Regions from separate parts of the Pan troglodytes genome. Here all the other regions are linked to region 2. A link is a contact called in public Hi-C data. All regions are on one chromosome and are shown on one strand. Each heading gives the region's core, a stretch centred on a gene start, on an enhancer-like site or on the middle of the called end of the contact. The rest is flanking DNA. Distances are from core to core; before and after follow the strand shown. Region 1 overlaps LOC104006543 (a long non-coding RNA gene). Region 2 holds the start of ZNF608 (zinc finger protein 608). Region 3 overlaps LOC104006543 (a long non-coding RNA gene).

The links. Hi-C and Micro-C count contacts between places; a contact is called where the count stands out from the background.
Region 1: a Hi-C map of stem cell-derived neural progenitor cells shows a contact between it and region 2, with 4 times the contacts expected there. The contact joins the enhancer-like site here to the promoter of ZNF608 in region 2. A contact is called at or near these places in 1 of 7 Hi-C or Micro-C datasets (stem cell-derived neural progenitor cells), 1 of 1 datasets of contacts at active chromatin or transcription factors (stem cell-derived excitatory neurons) and 1 of 1 other capture datasets (stem cell-derived neural stem cells).
Region 3: a Hi-C map of stem cell-derived neural progenitor cells shows a contact between it and region 2, with 6 times the contacts expected there. The contact joins the enhancer-like site here to the promoter of ZNF608 in region 2. A contact is called at or near these places in 1 of 7 Hi-C or Micro-C datasets (stem cell-derived neural progenitor cells), 1 of 1 datasets of contacts at active chromatin or transcription factors (stem cell-derived excitatory neurons) and 1 of 1 other capture datasets (stem cell-derived neural stem cells).

Annotation. Positions count from the first base shown.
Region 1 is chr4:122,947,785-122,951,181 of NHGRI_mPanTro3-v2.0_pri, forward strand. All of the region lies in intron 3 of LOC104006543 (a long non-coding RNA gene), which reads left to right. Among named protein-coding and RNA genes, the nearest start is that of ZNF608, 450 kb to the left of the region's middle. Within about 2 kb of position 1,902, at least 6 of the 24 cell types and tissues checked have an H3K27ac peak or open chromatin away from gene starts, as enhancers often do. A contact at or near this core is called in stem cell-derived neural progenitor cells, where this site is marked.
Region 2 is chr4:122,502,074-122,505,647 of NHGRI_mPanTro3-v2.0_pri, forward strand. It overlaps ZNF608 (zinc finger protein 608), which reads right to left and starts at 1,447. Exons shown (of 10, transcript XM_016953710.4): 1 at 1,147-1,447.
Region 3 is chr4:122,810,104-122,813,748 of NHGRI_mPanTro3-v2.0_pri, forward strand. All of the region lies in intron 3 of LOC104006543 (a long non-coding RNA gene), which reads left to right. Among named protein-coding and RNA genes, the nearest start is that of ZNF608, 310 kb to the left of the region's middle. Within about 2 kb of position 2,273, at least 5 of the 24 cell types and tissues checked have an H3K27ac peak or open chromatin away from gene starts, as enhancers often do. A contact at or near this core is called in stem cell-derived neural progenitor cells and stem cell-derived neural stem cells, where this site is marked.

The DNA.
Region 1 (3,397 bases), core at 652-3,151, 450 kb after region 2:
GCTTTGAGGAGATGGATGAATTAGTCAGAGGTAAAGCTGATTACTATGATTTCAGTGTGGTCCTATTAATGCAGGGAAGAGAAATACTCAATTTTGTGGTCATAGAACGCACACAGATCTCTCCATGGTCATCTTACCAAGCTGCCTCAGTCTCCCAGGGTGCTTTATAACAGAGTACAGATGTTTTAGTACAAATCCATCACCACCACTCAGAAAAACCATGTTAATCAGAAGAAACATCAAAAGCATCAGCTTGGAATCCCAAAGGAGAGGTGGCAGGTGCAGGCAGTGTCACTGCCTCTGACATGCTGGGGCCGCATTCAGAAGGGATGCTGTCTCTACTGGCAGGCAGAAAGCACTGAGGCCTGAATCACTTGAGTGAGCAAAAGTTTTATCCGAAATATTCAGATAACTTGGGCAAAAGCAAATGTTTGGTTTAAATAGAGTAGATAAGAGACTCAATTTTTCATTTTGCTTTTGTAGATAGGACTGGGTTGATCAACTCAGGAAGAAAGGGAACAAGTATATCCTATTTAAGACTCTAAAATATTTGCCGAGATTTACTGCTATTTCCAAAGAGTCACATAAAGACATGTTGGATATAAAATATTTTGTATCTTTAATTGGACTCTAAATTCCTACCATGTGGGGATTATCATTTTTTAAAATTCATTCTATACCTAGTATATTATGGATCACATAGGGACCAACCCGGAATTGTCTGTGAAATAGAATTATTGAATAATTGCATTTACGAACGTCGTCTTCTTTTGGAAGAATATTTCAACTCCTCCATGTCTGCAGATAAAATGCTGATGTTCTTTTTTCTCTTGACATCCAAAATTACAAGTTAAACAAAACAAAACAAAAGTTTGAATGGGGTCAACACATCCAAGTGAATTGAAAAAAGAGATGATACTGAAGTCAGAACAAAAAATGTTTTGTAATTTTAAAGAAAACATAAAGCCGAAGCAAAGCAGCAATAGAAAATGCAACAAATAATCAATTTTTCCCCCACTGAATCTAGGTGCCTTTAACATTGTCAAAAATCACACCAACACCAGTGATACACACAATTTGGATATATTTTGTTTCAATGATCTTTCAGCAAATATTGTCTTGAGATAACTCCATGCCTTGTGACAGTTCTATGATCATTTAAAACATTAAGCTTCAACCAAGGTCAGAGAACAAAGAGAAATGCAAATGCGCATATTTAAAACTAACAATGAATCTCACCTTCCAGGAAAATGATTGCACTTCTACTAGTATAATAGAAAAGTATAGACAGGAAAATATGGTAGAAGCTCCTCTGTTCTCTCTCTCTCTCTCTCACTCTCTGTCTGTCACACACACACACACACACACACACACACACACACACACACCATACTTTATTTTAAAAATATACAGTGAATTGGCTGTTTGGAAGTAACAGGCATCTTAATCTGATTTCACCAGAGTTTTAGGGAATGATTAACTCTTACATTTGCAAAATTGAGTTAGAATGTTTAATACAATGTAACATGAAATTGAAACAGATGAGACTTCTTCATAAATTAAGTGCCTGGAAGATTTGGAAAACTTCTGAGAGAGACATCGTGTGAATTTTTCCTCCCTGCATGTCCGCACTGCAGGTGCAGAGTGGGCAGATAACACATGGAAGCCAGTGTGGCCCTATTTCCCCAGTGTTCACACGACATGGGGCACAAAGGGCCACCATCTTTCCGCTGTTGCTGCTTGCCATATTTAGTCACTGAGATCTGGAACGGGCCTGAGGAATGCTGAACCGAACTGTTGCTTATGTCATTAAAAACTCAACTAGGCAGAAAGCTAGGAATGGAGCAGTTGACAAAGATAAAGCCGAGAGCTCTGTGGCTTATCCTTAATTAGGTGTTGGCATTGGTTCTTGTCAAACAAGGGGAAAGAGAGTGTGCTGTAGCACACGGACGCACACAGACAGCCCTAGTCACAGTTGGAGAGAACACAAAGTGCATTCAAGCTGGCATTGAAAGGGATTTAGATAAGTACTCGAGGTAACAAAAATCGAAAAAGGAGGATGATAGCAATGGAAGCTTTAGATGAATTGCAACTGAGTGCACCTTTATTACAGCTTATCAGTCTCCAGACAGCTACAAACCAACCTTCCTAGTGCATTTCTCTTCGTGCTCTCCTGGATTAAAGGTCAAAGTAACTCAGATTTATATGTTCTGTCGCGTGGTCTCAGTCTCTCCCGTTGCTCACGTATATGCAGCCCATATCCCAGGGATTTGGTATCCCCATCCTGAAACTTCTGCTCCTTGAATGAAGCAAAAGCCTTTCCTCATTGAAAAGGTTCCATTTTTCTAAAATAATTATCTCATAGAAAGAGGTTGCAAATAATGCAATATTAAAAGATCCCAAAGATGCTACTGGCATAAATACACACATGGCAACGTGCCAGCTCTAATCGTTCTTGTCCATAATTATGGTTATATTTTGCATCGATCTGACATATTCAAAAGCTAATATTCTGGTTTATTAGAACAGAGTCTATATGTATTCTCAACATACACAAAAGCTGTGTGTTTTCATAATATGTATAAGCACTTCAGACGGTAAGCTGTGCACATTGCAGCTAGCAGATGGTAGCTCTTATCACAGATAAAAGCACATATATATGTTTCTGTAACTACACCCTCAGAGAGAACGGATAAGAGAAGAATTCTCTCCACATCACAGCTTACATTACCCATCTACTTAGGCAGCAAACAGCATATGTTTTACTACTGTGGAAAGGCAGTACTTGAGAGGAAAATACGATTAAAATAAACTTAGAGATAACCTGATGAATAAATACAAAAAAAACCCTCTGTGTTAATTGAAAGTTAGGGTGTGTGTGTGCCTGTGTGTGTGTGTGTGAAGGAAAGGATGTCTTAGTACATTCAGGAAGTAAGAAAATAAAGAGTACATCTTTCAGGGTTGCCGGGTAGAATGCAGGATTCCCAATTAAGTCAACTTTCAAATGAAAAATGAATAATATTTTAGTACAAGTATATTCCAAATTGTGCATGCCCCATATTCCATGCAATATTTGAGACATTCTTATACTAAAATATCATGAGTTGTTTATCTGAAATTCAAATTGGAGCCCCCTAGCCCCCCACACATCATAATTTATTTATTTATTTTGCTAAATCTGACAACCATAGTTTTCAGCTGCTGTTATTCATGGTTTTAACCAGTGTTCCCAGTGTTCCAGGTGAAAGGATAGCTATCAACAGGCAAATCTATTTTGGAAGATATGATTTCAAATATTTGTATGCTTTTTCTGTTCATACAAATCCAGCAAGGATTTTGAACATTTATCTGAATGATGAAGTCAATAATAAAGCTAGTATGGATAACTTAGGAAATA
Region 2 (3,574 bases), core at 197-2,696:
AGTCGCTTTGCTGGAAATGTCGGGGCTGGGAGAGGGGGATGGGCGAGTTAGTAACAACCAACCATCTAAAAGGAGCGATTTTGTTACAGTGCAAGCCTTTCACATCACGTGAGGATCAAGGGCTCAATTGGTTGTCGTGAGAACAAAAATGGTGACAAGCGTATCAAGAAAATACTGATCTGGTCTTTAAAAAAAAAAAAAAGCTGAAAGTCTCTCCCCTCCCCCTGCACACACTCCCCCAACCTCTTCCCTCCGCACCCCGCAGTGGGCGAAGCTACAAGTTATGAATGTGAAACATTTCTCGGAGATCTAGGATCTCCGAAGTTCGGAAGGAGTGAAATGTAATGAGCACAAGAGCAAAGCAGATGTTTTAAAGAAACACTTTATAAACCTTTCCTCAACTTATCTCCAATTTGTCGGCTTTCCCAAGGGGCCAGGGACGGGGACGCCTGGGGGAGGGAGAAGGGTATCTCCGAGCTATTTGGATTTTAGGGACCCCCACTTCATGTATTAAACAAAGAAAAACCTTTTGCTTGCTCCCCAGCCTGGTCCTGTAATAAATACACCATTGTTACTATTTGTGGGTTTGTTTGGGTTGGGTGGGGCTTTTATTTTTTCTCTTAATGGTATTTTTGTTGCTTGCTTTTTTAAGGAGATGGCGAATGGTAATTATAACCATTACATGTAATGAGTGACTATTCCCTTGTTTAATATTAAATTATCGGGCACTGGGATCTGACAGGAGACAGAAATCGGCTTGTTCTGCCCTTGCCCCCATTTTCCTGTATCGCTTTGGGAGGGGGGTCTGCCCAGCTAGGACAGAAGAGGGAGGGAGTAAGGTGAGCTAGAGAATTGACACTGCAGACCAGGATATGTAACTGTGTCACTTTTATTCTCCTTTGGGTTAGAGCCCAAAAGCTAATTTCCTCTAAGTTACCCCGAGTGCCCAGTCAAGCTTAATTTGTGTGAAGTTACAAATGCTTCACCCTCCACTGAATAAAATTCACCCTTCTTGGGTTGTTGTTCTAAATGCAAAAGCCAAACCCTATAACTAGTTCCTCATTTCTATGCATAAAACTCGCACATTCCCCTGCATGAAGTCCCCGCTAAGTGCTATATAGAGACACACCACGCAACCGTACTTACGGTCTGTATTGGATCGAGTTGACCTTTTCCTTCTAACTGCATTGAATGTGTTTGGTTGCAGCCGCTTTATTTTGGAAATTATAATCTCTTCAACAAATTTATTATTAAAGAAGATGGACCATCAAATGTCACAGACCGTCCTGTGTATTTTTTATAAAAGCAAAAATTGAAATTTAAAAAAAGCAAAACAAAAATCCCCCTGGTGCACACACACAACAAGCTTGTTCTGCAACACTAAATCAGGACTGAAACACAACACACACACAGGGGGAGTGGAGCAAAAGAAGCTCTCAGCCTCTATACCTGAAAGGGACTTTTCTTTGTTCCCAGTGCCCTTTCGCATCGGGCCAATCAGAGAGCAGCTTTTATGAAACTGGGCTCTCTCATTGGCTAGCTGCTTTCTCTTGGCTACTGTAGGGGGTTGAGATATACACACGTATAAAACACACACTGAGAGCGGGTGGGGGTGCTGTGGGGGGTGGTTGTGGAGACAAAGCGTTTTATTTTCCAACCAGATTGGGGTTGAGGAACCTCCCGCAGTAAGAAGGGAAAAAAATGGTGCGCCCCTTTCAATTACAACATCATTCACATAAAACACTTATTTATTAAAACAAATCTCAAACAGGCTGCGAGGAGAGGATGTCGGTAAATACAAGTTTGATTGTGTTATCTTGGGGGAAATAATGTATGTGATCGCTCGGTGGCAGAGAGAAGCCAAACGAGCCGCTAGCGCGTAGCGAAGAGAAAAGGGAGGCTGGCTGTGTGGAACTGACTGCGAGCATTTTGCCGGCTTCCCTTCCTTGTTCCAAGGACTTCGCAGCCCAACTCCCAAGACTGATTTTCTGTATTGCAGCTTCTGGCTTTCAACCCTCCCCCCACCACTTTGCCCTTCCTGCAATTTTTTTTTTCTTCCCTGTGTCTCTCTTTTTACTCGCTGATTAAATAAGAAAAATCGATCTGCGGGTAAAGGCGATGGTGGGGAAACAAGTAACCCTTTTGTTTCCAGGGCTCTGGTCTACAGGCACTGAAGTGTGAACGCAGGCGACCATTTAACCAACACTATGTGAATGGTTCTTCCCTGGAATTAGTAACAAATCTTTTCCACCTGGTGTTATGTGACTCCAAAAAAGAAAAACTTAATATTAAAATAAGGCCCCAGCTAACCATAGTAACACCTCGGGCCAGCCTCATCTTTTAAAAAATCGACTTATGAAAGTTAAATGTACTAGGAAGATTAACTGTTAAACAGTCCCAGTACACGTATTTAAACTGTGGAAGGGTCAGAATTCCTCTTCCCCCATATCTTTAACCCCACTGGTGGGGAAGGGGGCATCATGAATCCTCTGAATGCTACATCTACAATCCACAAACACAGAAATATTTTAGAATGTATTGTAGGACAAATGCCAGCAACCAAGTTAATGAGACTCAGCTCATAGGATAAGAGAGGTTAATATGAAATAACAAGTTTAGCATTTTACTATAACAGCTAACATATTTAAGCTAATGTATTTACATATATTAAGCCTTTAGAGTACATTTAATTTTTAATTTTTTATTGTTACCTTCATTGTTTTTAGAAGCTACAATATGGACATTTGAAAGTCAAAGGTTACTGTAAACTGAAAGCATCATGATCCCAAGTTTTAAAGATCCAGTACTACTGGGATTGTAATTTCCACGTGACAATTGCAATTTAAGGTTGTGTCTTAACTGAGTCATATGGACATGTAAAGTGAATGAGTGCTAGCAGAAGACAGCTTCTGATGTAAATATTCAGTGATGACTTCGTGGATCAATAAAAATATTTATGTCACATATTTTAAATAATGGCTATTGACTCATGTTTGAGCTTTCAATATATTTAGTCCATAAAAAAATTGCCAATTAGCTGTTTCACTACCATAAATGAACTAGATTTGAGGCTGCAAATAGTAATAAACAGCAGTTTCCACCCTTTATTGGGACATATAAACCAGAGGAATGCAACCTGTACTAGTCCTTAGCTCTCCCTAAGTCAATTTGTATTCAAATCAAAGCTGTACTTTAACAAATAAAATGGGCAAATTAGGGATCTGATATCTACCTAGCCTCCATTTTAGCTTTGAGATTTGTTTTATATTTTTGAATATACAGATTTTACATTTGTGTATGCCCCATTGATAAGAATACAGCACCATACTGTTTTTTAACTTTTCTTCTTCTAAAAGAGTGATTTCTCAAAGGATCAGATCACTCTTGGGCACTTCCTGTGTCCCTGGGGTGTCATCTACATCTCAGCCTTTGGAAGCCCATGCCTACCCCATATGTTATATTAGTTTGGAAATAATATATAGGTAGTTCTTAAAAGAATGGGACATTTAAAAATGAGACCTAGTGAAGCTGGAGAAGATTGGAGTTCCTCCAATACAAAACAAATTACAGCGTC
Region 3 (3,645 bases), core at 1,023-3,522, 310 kb after region 2:
GTTGTTTTTCTTTTGCTAAAATTGTGTATCTGCTTTGTTCGTTCTCTTTGTCTTATGAACATTAAGCAATTAAAGATGTTTTCTTATAAGCATTTCTCTCTTTTTCTCACTATTACATAATATGTGTTGGTTTTTGTTTTTTCCTTCTCTCTGGTAACAGAAAAAAAAAACGGCCTACCTTTTAAAAGAGAGTAACATTTTCATAATTTTCTTGCCAAGCTAGAAAAAATAAAACAAACAATTCATTACATTTTAATATTGAGAGCCAGTGGGGTAGATAATATATTGGGGACAATCATGTTGACATTACACTATTACTTCAAAACTGAAACTAACCTCAGTGTAAGCTATAAAAATGGTTTTAAAACTTGAAAATGGTTCACCATTTATTTCCTGAGCTTGGGTCACCCAAGAGTATTGAGGATGATGTTTGGGGTTGGGTCAGATTAAGACCAATGAGGCCAGAAATACTGAGACCAGAAAAAAGACTGTCATGATCAACAGGAAATGACATTTCCCCTTCTGTGACTTTGACTCCAAGGGCCAAGCCTGAGAGCATCAGAAGTTGGATTGTGGGGAAGGGTAGAGAAAGAGAACCTCTTCACTGGGAGTCACGTTCTTGGTGCAACCCTATTAATCTAAAGGGTCTCTAACGCCCAGTCTGACAGACAGCTGGGTGCAAGGAGGCTCCTCCCACCTCACAGTTGTCATTACAGCCTTTTTATTCCAGCATCATCAGAGACTGCTTTTAAGAGCATTTTGATAGATGGCATTTTCTGCAGTGTTAGTAGTGGGAGGAGAATCTATTTGCTGCACAGGCAGTTTTTGTGATTTTTAACAAGACTCCTCCACCCCCTTCAAACCTGTACAACACAATACACACACTGGCTTGTTACCACTTGCCTTCCCTGGCCTCTGGGATTCCTTTCTCTTTGGCTGCGTTTCTCTATCCTTTGCATCTCTCCAAGGCAGAAGTGGCAAAAGCAGTGGGTAAATGGCGAAGGAATACAAGCCTGTGCTGTTTCTGGAACACACTAAGCTGATGTCTGCTCTTTGGAAGTAGAAATTCCGCCTTAAGAAAAATATTTCACTACAGGGCTCTTTGTCTGTTTTCCAAAGCATACAGAAGTGGATTAACTTACAGTGTAGGCACCCAAATGCCTGACATGTAGATGACCCTGACAAAAATGACTACCCACAGAGTCAGAATATAGAGATGGTCCTCATGATGCCAAGAACAGTGGTTTTTCCACCGCCTCCGCTAGGGCATACAAAACACATGATTATATTCCCTAAGTTTATATAAAAATTTCTGCATCTTCTAGGTGTAACTCCTCCCTCTTTTCTCCCACTCATGAAAGCATTTCAGAGTATAAGTAATAGAGATTGGTATTTTTTATGAATATATACTTGATCTGGTCAAATTTGTTTTAAAGAAGTAAATCATTCGCAAAGTTCAGTATTTTCACTATTTGCACACACAAATCTCTTTAGCACATCTTGCAGCGAATTAACTTTATTATGTTGATATATGTTATCTTAGGTCGTTCAGAAATAGGAATAGCTACCTAATGAAGAGGGAGGGATGGGTGGTGCATAACAATTGCTGAGAATGGATGAAGCTTTCTATTGGCCTACTTGGAATTCTTTTGATTTGCAGATGGAACCAAGTGAGTTTTATTCAAGGTAGTAGTGGATTTTCTCTAAGATGCAAAGCACAACAAACAATTACAAATTATCCAAATGAAAATTTGTATGACCCTTAGCAAAGGTACTACAAAGGATTTCCAAGAAAATTACAGGAAATTCACTGAGAATGACTAGCCTAATCATGTGGTCATCATCTGCTCAGTATTTTTTTTTTTTCCAGGAAGAGATTGATATTCGTAGTATGATGCTTGCTAGAGCAATAGGTTGGAAAGGAAATCGTTTCCTTTCCTATATTTTAAGAATGTTCTCTTTTGGCCGTACATATCTTAAAAATGATCTTGCTTTCAGATAGCTACAAATATATCATTTAGTGCTTTTTGTATGAATGTGGGGCTGATAGATTTAGATACCGGGGATGGATTGCAGGTTTTTCATTACCATAAATCCCATGTCACATCAGCAGCATGATGGAAGCATTTTGATAGATAACATAAACTCATTAATCACCACTCTCTTAAACTAAGTACCATAGAATTTTAAATGTTCCACATTCCAACATTTGTGAATGCCTCCCCTTTTAAAAATGTCATCCTTTATTAGTTCATGCTGTTTAAGATAGCTTGAGTTAACTCCATGAAAAGAGACTGTGTACTAAGGGAAGAAAGGACTGGAAAGGGGGAGGAGGGGAAGGAAAGGAGGCAAGAAGATTAAATTCTGTCTTAAATCCAAACACGGCTAGATTGCATGCTAGCATTAATGTCCTCGTCCTCTTCCCAGATAATGTTGGCAGACTTCCAGTTTATTAAAACAACAATCCAACGCTGATCTTGTCTCTGCATACATGATTCAAGGATGGATCATTTACTCAAACAGAGCTGTTCACTAGGGTAGAAAAGCAAAAACGCATTTTAGGAGAGGTTGTTTATGACTGTTGCATAAAGCACTGTACTGTGTGTTTTATACAAGTAGTCCTGATCATTATTAAGTGAAAAGAGAAAGCCAGATTGTTATTCTAAAAGCAATAAGCACAAGTTTTGTCCAAGTATTTAATAATGCTGCTTAAACTTGTGAAACCATACTTGTGTGTTCCTCTTAAAAAATATTCTAACCTCCCAAACAATGCATTCTGGAATAAATATTCTCTCATAAAATGTTTTTTTCCTCTGAAACGAAATAGTGCATCACAGGATTTATTTCACTGATGTATTTTCCTTCTGCATTTAACACTTAGAGTATCTATGAATATTCAACTTTCTTGGCACATATTTAATGATTAAAATGAAGTTTATCTGTTCACACATTAATTGCCAATATATGGGTGTTTGTAGAAGAAAAGCCCAGACTTACATCTTGGAGTAAGAATGCTGTTGTATTTCTTAAGGCACATAAAATTGCATAATTCAACCAGCAATTTTCAGGGTTAAAAGTTCTGCTGAGTATCCAAAGGTCAGTGACAAATGTCAGACAAACAGACTTCACACTAGAAGACTCATCTCAGGCGGCAGAGCCAGCCTTGGGGAGAACAGCCTGTTAAGTGTGCTTTGTTTCCAGGTAGCATTTTGTAAATCCAAATCTTTGATAATGACACAGTATATTGAATGGTGACTGTGACTGAATGGTTGTTGAACTTTGAAGATATGAGTCAGCACACCACTGTGAGAACAGAGCACAATAACATTAAACACCAGATGGTATTTCAAAGCCCATCAGATACACAGATTCCTTTTTCTTCTTAACAAAAGATCGGCAAGGCTTCATGTTAAAAAGAGAAAGAAAGAAAAGAGAAAAGAAAAAGAAAGAAATAAGGAAAGAAAAAAAAAAAGCCCATTAAGATAAATGGGGTGATTTGGTTTTGTCTTGCTTAACTATAATAGGGAAGCCATCTGAATGGGTCAAATTACAAACTAGACTCCAGATCAAAGGATAACGACTGCAGTGGTGGGTCAAACTCATCTGAACTGTGTCGACCAGATCAGCATGAAATCCTAAACTGTG